2 separate regions of the Mus musculus genome follow, and region 2 is linked to region 1. Evidence: chromatin contacts called from public HiChIP or PLAC-seq data. All regions are on one chromosome and are shown on one strand. The core of a region is the stretch at or near the end of the contact, and the rest is flanking DNA. Distances in the headings are between cores, read along the strand shown.

Region 1 (3,369 bases), core at 504-3,003:
CTATGACAAAATAAAAAACAATCATTGAATCATAGAAATAAGGAAACAGATAAAAATATTACAAATTGATATGAAGAAACTCTTGGGAGTTAATGGAAATTTCTGTTAACTGAGATACAGTTACTAGGTATGCGCCCATATTGTCCTCTCTCTTGTGTTAAATATAGTTTTAGATTTCTATTACACTGCAACAAAGTTGCAAACATCTCTTAAAGAAAACAAACATGAAGACTACACATTTTGTAACAGAGGATGAGAATCTTCCATTCTCAATTTAGTGAGATTATGATCACTATGGAGACAGACGTCTGGGTGTGTCTATGAAGGTGTTCCCAGGAAGGTTCACTGAACACTTGTTCCTATGAGCCCAACATGGTTCAGGTGCCAGAGGTAACAGCCATGGCTTGTAACTATGTCAAAGGGAAGCCCAACAGAACAGATCTCATCCTTGGGTTGGCAGGAATTTTATTGGCTCAGTTGGGAAGATATACACAATGCCTGACCAACTAGTGTCTTTAGCCTCTTCATAGAAATGTCAGAGATAAGGGAAAGAGAAAATAGAAAACTGCACAGGGGGGAAACCTTTAAACCAAGCAAACACCTGTAGAAGGGAAAGCTTTACTTAGAGAACCTAGAATGCTCATGTCTGTTTGAGTCCTAGATAACTAAGAAGGGGTGGCTTAAAATGTCCCCTTTGGCCTGAGATTAGCCATTGGTAGGAATGACCAGGGAGAGGCATGTACACCAGTGACAGGTGATAAATAAGGTTCTCTTGTGGTTGTGCTTGACTGGGGATTGCCAGGAAAGGGGAGGACAAGAACCTAGTGCAGCAAGGTACTTAGTTTCTGGAAATACAAATGATGTAGCTTTAGTAGTTACCATCAAAACTAAGAAGCTTTAGCACCAAAGTCTTGTCACTGACTGTTACTCAAGTCCCTTCTACGTGTGCAATACAGACTTGGCTATTCTTGCTCATGTCCCCAATATATGTACAGCATAACCTTGGCTTTAAGATGGAATGATTATTTTGTGTAGCCACATGCTGGAAGACAGGCAACTTGTGTTATGTTTTATAAAATATAGCCCATGTGGGGCTGGTGAGATGGCTCAGTGGGTAAGAGCACCCAACTGCTCTTCTGAAGGTCTGAAGTTCAAATCCCAGCAACCACATGGTGGCTCACAACCATCCGTAACAAGATCTGACGCCCTCTTCTGGAGTGTCTGAAGACAGCTACAGTGTACTTACATATAATAAATAAATCTTAAAAAAAAAAAAATACAGCCCATGTACACCCCCGCAACCCCCCCCCCCCACTAGTAAATATGATGGAATAAGTTGAACTTGCTCTAAATTTATAGAGAATTTTAATCTCAGTGCTATTGATGTAAGAACTCTGTGATTGGCTATATGACCTAATACCTAAAAAGAGAGCCACGTGCCTGTTAAGAACAGGGTATGAATTGGAATTAGGTTGCTGAGAGCTGCTTGCTGCTAAGCCCAGCTCTGATAATTAACTGGCAACTAATGTTCCATGCTCAAAGGTTATCTTCTTTCTTTTCCACCTGAAATGAGAAAAGTTTAATCACAGACTCTGCTTTTTGTAAACAGAGAGGCTGGTGAAAAACCTTGCTGCCAAGATGCTGTGAGTGCCGTAGGACGCTCTGATTATCTCTCTGTGGCTGAAAAGACTGCTCTGCCATCATTCTGTATGCAGCTTCCATTTTACCCCGGAGAAGCCCTGATTGCTTTCCTCTGGTGGGTAAATCTTGTCTCTCAACATCCCTTCTCATGCGACATATGTTCCAGCCAAATGGAGCCACTCGCTTATGCCTGAGCAAAGTCGCTGCTTTCTCACCCCAGTGATTTGACTCATTCTCATCGCTGTCTGGAATCCCCTTGTCTCTTTCAGAAAGCTACTTGTCCGAATTCTTCCTATCATTTAAAGCCTAGCTGAAATATGGCATCCCCTAAGGACTTCAGAGTTACTGTCTCCCTCTGTCACTGCCTCTCGGTGCCTCTCAGTAGTTCCATTGCACTTTTCTCATGGTACTCACTGCGTTACACTGTGCTGTGTATTTACCAGCTAGGTGTGTCTTACATCCTCCTGAGCTTCTTGCCCATCTCTCATTATCATGCTCCTGCAGGCCAGGGATCACAGAGCTGCTTAATACCTTACTTCTAATGAGTACACTATACTCACAGTGATTCTGGGCTCTCTTGTGTTCCATGACCAAGGTAGTCATGGAGAATTTGGGGCTCTGGATAGCTTTTCCAGGGAAGCAGGTATCACCTTGAACACAAAGTATTGTGCTGGGGGTATGAGTCTTCCACTATTAGCACACATTGAATAGAAGAAAAAACAAAACAGATAACTGCCATGATTTTACATGAGAATGCAGACTGGTATTATCATTGAATCAGACTCTCCTGTTTCCCATGTTTGAGCAAAGGGATCCTGAAGGAGTTGGTCTAAGTGGGCAGGAACATTCACATTCCAAATTCTCATACCGCCTCCCAAATCTGCCCTACTCTGTTCTCATATTGTAATTCTCTAGTCATCACTAGACCTGATGCCTCTGCCACTCTCCAAGTCACAGTCTAAGAATAGGCAGAGCCCAGCATTTCTTCAAGAGCCTTGAAGTTAACCTGGTCTTGGTATTGGGTTCTTTTTCTGTTCTGTGTGTCTTACTCCAACCTCCATAAGCACTTCCACAGGTCAATGGTTATTCAAAAGTGAACAGAGATTGAGGTTTATTGTGCATCAAAACAAGAGCTGTGTATGTAGAAGACCCAGATCACTCAGTGTTATAGTTTACTTCTCTGTTGCTATAATAAGACACTAACCAAACCAACTTAAGGTAAGAAAGGATTTATTTCATCTTACAGTTACCAGGTGTCAATCCATCACTGAGAGAAGTCAGAGCAGGAGCTCAACACAGGAACCTGGAGGCAGGAACTAAAGCAGAAACCACAGAGGAAGGTTTGCTTCCTCTGGTTTGCTCAGCTACTTTTCTTACATAAACCAGGTCTGCTTGTCCAGTAATGGTACAACCTACAGTGGGTTGAGCCCTCCTGTATTAGCAATTAAGAAGATGCCCCACAGACAAGCCCATCTGCCAATCTAATACAGGCAATTCCTCAACTGAGGTTCTCTCTTTCTAGGTGACTCAGCTTGTCAGGTTGACAAAGAAGAGAGTCAGTGAGCCCAAATGGCCTCTATTCATAGAGCAGATATTTTCTGATTCAACTTTCATGATTCCTTTATAAGAAAGTTTTTATAGTTAATTTATAGAGCAATTTTTAATTGAAAGAACATTATCTCAGTGATTCAGACAAGCAACAGTCTACCCTCCTGTCCAGTGTCAGCT
Region 2 (3,040 bases), core at 523-3,022, 200 kb after region 1:
TGTTTCTAGAGGTAAATGTTCACAAACAAACAAAAAACCAAACCAAAACAAAATTTAAAAGCTGAAAGTTTGTTTCACCTCTTTAAACCAAGTTCTTTCCCACTTTTTTGATTATTTTCTTTCCATTTTAAATATGTTTTATGTTTTGTGAATCAGCATAGTACAGTGTTAAGCGCTTCAGCCTGACTGCCCATAAATTCTAAAACACATTTTGGTAATCCTACAGCTATTCCCAAATGTCTTTAACATGCAAAGGATGTTTATGGCAGCTGTTCCCAATAGCCATCATTCGGATACATGGTTCAATTTATAGACATTCAAAGTTATTCAAGTTTTAAAGGAACAGTCATTTTTAAAGTCTAACTTTTATTACCGCAGGGAATTTTCAATACACCTTTGTGTATGTGGGTATGTACACCTAAAATATGTTTACGGAAACCACAACCCATGCTCATCATGTATTTCTGAACAAAACAATTTACTCAATAAGAAGTCAAACGCTTGCTCTTCATAATCTCACCATAATTTTATTTTGTATTTACAGTCTTCAATTTCTAATGCAGGGTCAAGTTGAGCATCGGGGGCCAGGAGTTAAGGAAGAGATATGGGGTTTGGGGGAGAGGGATCAGAGGTCTGGCTAGGACAACAATATTAAAGCTAACAGGATGTGAATGTCTTCCAGAAGAAGTTCTTGCAGCCAGCTTTGCGTTCCCGGGGTGCCATTGCTGGGTTCGAGTTGGCAGACCTCTGCAGCTCCAGCCTCATCTCGTCCTGCTCAGCTGCCTGGGGCAAATCCTCGGGCTCCAGGGCATCATTCTCTGTCTGGTTGGGCTCGGACAGCAGCTCTGCCAAGAAGTACTTGGCCAGTTCCTGGATAGGGCAGTGAGAAGAACAAAAGGGAGGAATGGGAGAGGGGGGAAAATGTGGTTTGAAAGTAAGATTTAATCACTCAAAACCCAGTTTTCACAATCATATGGGTGATTGCTGTATGTATTCATTAGATTATGCAGGAGAAAAAAAGCTTCCCCAAACGCAAGTCTTTCAGAAAGTGCTCTGCCTTAAAACACAGAGAAATCACAGATGATTAAGAAGTCGTTTATAACTACATAGAATGCCAATAGTTTGCGCAGCTCCATTTTCCTGTGATGAGATATGAAGTGGAGCTGAGTTCTTGCCAGATTTTTTGAAAGGTAAAAGCAAACCTTCCCATAAACTGAAGAGCCTCTTGCCCCAGAATCGTTTTGTGAACAAACATTGCGTTTCAGCACCGGGGTCAGCAACCCTCTTGCCAGCACCAGGGATAGAGCCCAGTCTCTCCTACCTGCTTTCTGAATTTTCTTGAAAGCCAGGGAGGAACTTACCTGCAAGGTGACCACCTGCGCTGATCAATTCTGAAAAGAGTAAGAGGGGACCCTAACTTCAAAAGTTTCCCTGGGAGCTTAGGGGCTGAGCGACTCTGAGAAGCGCCCGCTAAACACCTGTCGCAGGGGCTGCAGCAGGAAGGCTGGGGGATTCGTAAGGGGGACAGTCCTTACCTGTTTCCCGGTGGCAGCCGCCAGAGACTTCTGCAGAAACTGACGGAGTCTGGGGTCCGAGGGCGCGCCGGTGACACCGCCCAAAGCCAGGACGATGCAGAGCGCAGCCAGGGCGCACTGGAGACGGCAGGACAGCATCTTCCTTGCCTCAGGCAGCCAAGCTGGAGCGCGGTGGGTCAGTCTAGTCGCAGGTCCTCAGGCAGCAGCGACGGCTTCGGTAGCGTCTCCTTCAGCCGCTATGGAGCTCTCCACGGTCTCCCCTTTTTAAACTCTCTCTCTGACGTCAGCCAAGGAGGCGCCCCCAGATCTCACCAGTGCTTTTACGCACCATTAGCCTCGCAAAATCAATCACAGAAGTGAGGGGAGGCGACACGATCTAAAGTGGTTTATTTTTTTAAAAAAAAGAAAAAGAAAGCCTGCACCCACGCAGGCACATGAAATTCTCCATGCCACAGAGACCAAACAATCTTACCTTCACTCAGTGCTGACATGCCGCTCCCATATTTCAGCCACATAGGAGCACACTTAATTACACAGAGATCACTCAGTCCTTGGTTAGCAATACATCATCACACTCAGTTGGGTACCTGTCAATGTACCCAGATTACTGGACTTGCATTCACCTTTAACTTTTTGTATGGCGAGTGAGACTTAGAGCGATCTGTCTAGGAAACAATCTCAGAATGAATTTGCAATTAAGAGGACTGAACTATATTCTCTCCCTCCATCTCTTAAAGCCTTGTAGGAAAAAAGGGATGAAATTGAGCTGTAAAGGAACCTCACTTTGTCCAAGCGGCCTATCTTTATATTTTAACAAAAGAAAACCACTGGAGAGACAGATAGACAGACAGACAGACACACACACACACACACAGGAGGGAGGGGGAGAAAGAAAGCCTACATTTGGCACCTGGAAACAGCCCTGGGAATCAGTCTCAGAAATCATCTAACAAGCCTCAGAACTTGAACCAAGAAAGCTTAAGGGACTGGCAGATCATTTCTCTGTACAGTTGGAAGAGCAGAGGCATCTAGACTCTAAGGCCAGGGTTCTTGTGCACTGCTGTGTGTGTTCTGACAGATTCCTGAGCGGCTAGGTTAGGAATCTCCAGGATGGGCACACATTAAGGCAGTGTGTAGCCATTGTATATCTATGTGAGTAACGAATCAACAGACTGTCTAGGCCTCTCTTCTACTGCAGAGGGAGTTTAAGGAAGTCTATTAGTTCATCAAATTGAGTGTTTGCATCTGGTTGCCAGCTAAGGCTGCCGCTTTCAAAGTAACTGCTCATTAAGGAAATGCCAGCTCCATTCCTGGCATAGAACAGGTAATCTCCACAGGCAATTCAAGGACTAACATCTTAGGGTAGTCAGAGAAGCCAACAGTAGAGGTTTTTTTAAATGCACAGCTTCAGAAGTCAGGTGACGCAGAGGGTTTGCACAATGCTGATGTCTACCACGCACTATGAATTAGGTGCATTCTGACACCATTCTCAACACTTGCACCTA

The links. HiChIP or PLAC-seq counts read pairs in DNA pulled down with a chosen protein or histone mark.
Region 2: a contact with region 1 is called in an H3K27ac HiChIP or PLAC-seq map of SST interneurons, with 2.2 times the contacts expected there. The contact joins the promoter of Sst here to the enhancer-like site in region 1. A contact is called at or near these places in 10 of 39 promoter capture datasets (the 3T3-L1 cell line, HPC-7-derived erythroid cells, embryonic stem cells and 6 more), 4 of 484 Hi-C or Micro-C datasets (the HPC-7 cell line, cerebral cortex, cortical neurons and 1 more), 2 of 115 datasets of contacts at active chromatin or transcription factors (SST interneurons and astrocytes) and 1 of 9 other capture datasets (embryonic stem cells).

What each region holds. Positions count from the first base shown.
Region 1 is chr16:23,685,173-23,688,541 of GRCm38.p6, forward strand. No RefSeq gene overlaps it. Among named protein-coding and RNA genes, the nearest start is that of Rtp4, 77 kb to the left of the region's middle. Within about 2 kb of position 1,754, at least 1 of the 459 cell types and tissues checked has an H3K27ac peak or open chromatin away from gene starts, as enhancers often do. A contact at or near this core is called in SST interneurons, where this site is marked.
Region 2 is chr16:23,889,072-23,892,111 of GRCm38.p6, forward strand. Sst (somatostatin) reads right to left here and starts at 1,773. Exons shown (of 2, transcript NM_009215.1): 1 at 1,536-1,773; 2 at 510-870. The coding sequence starts at 1,673. The coding sequence ends at 658.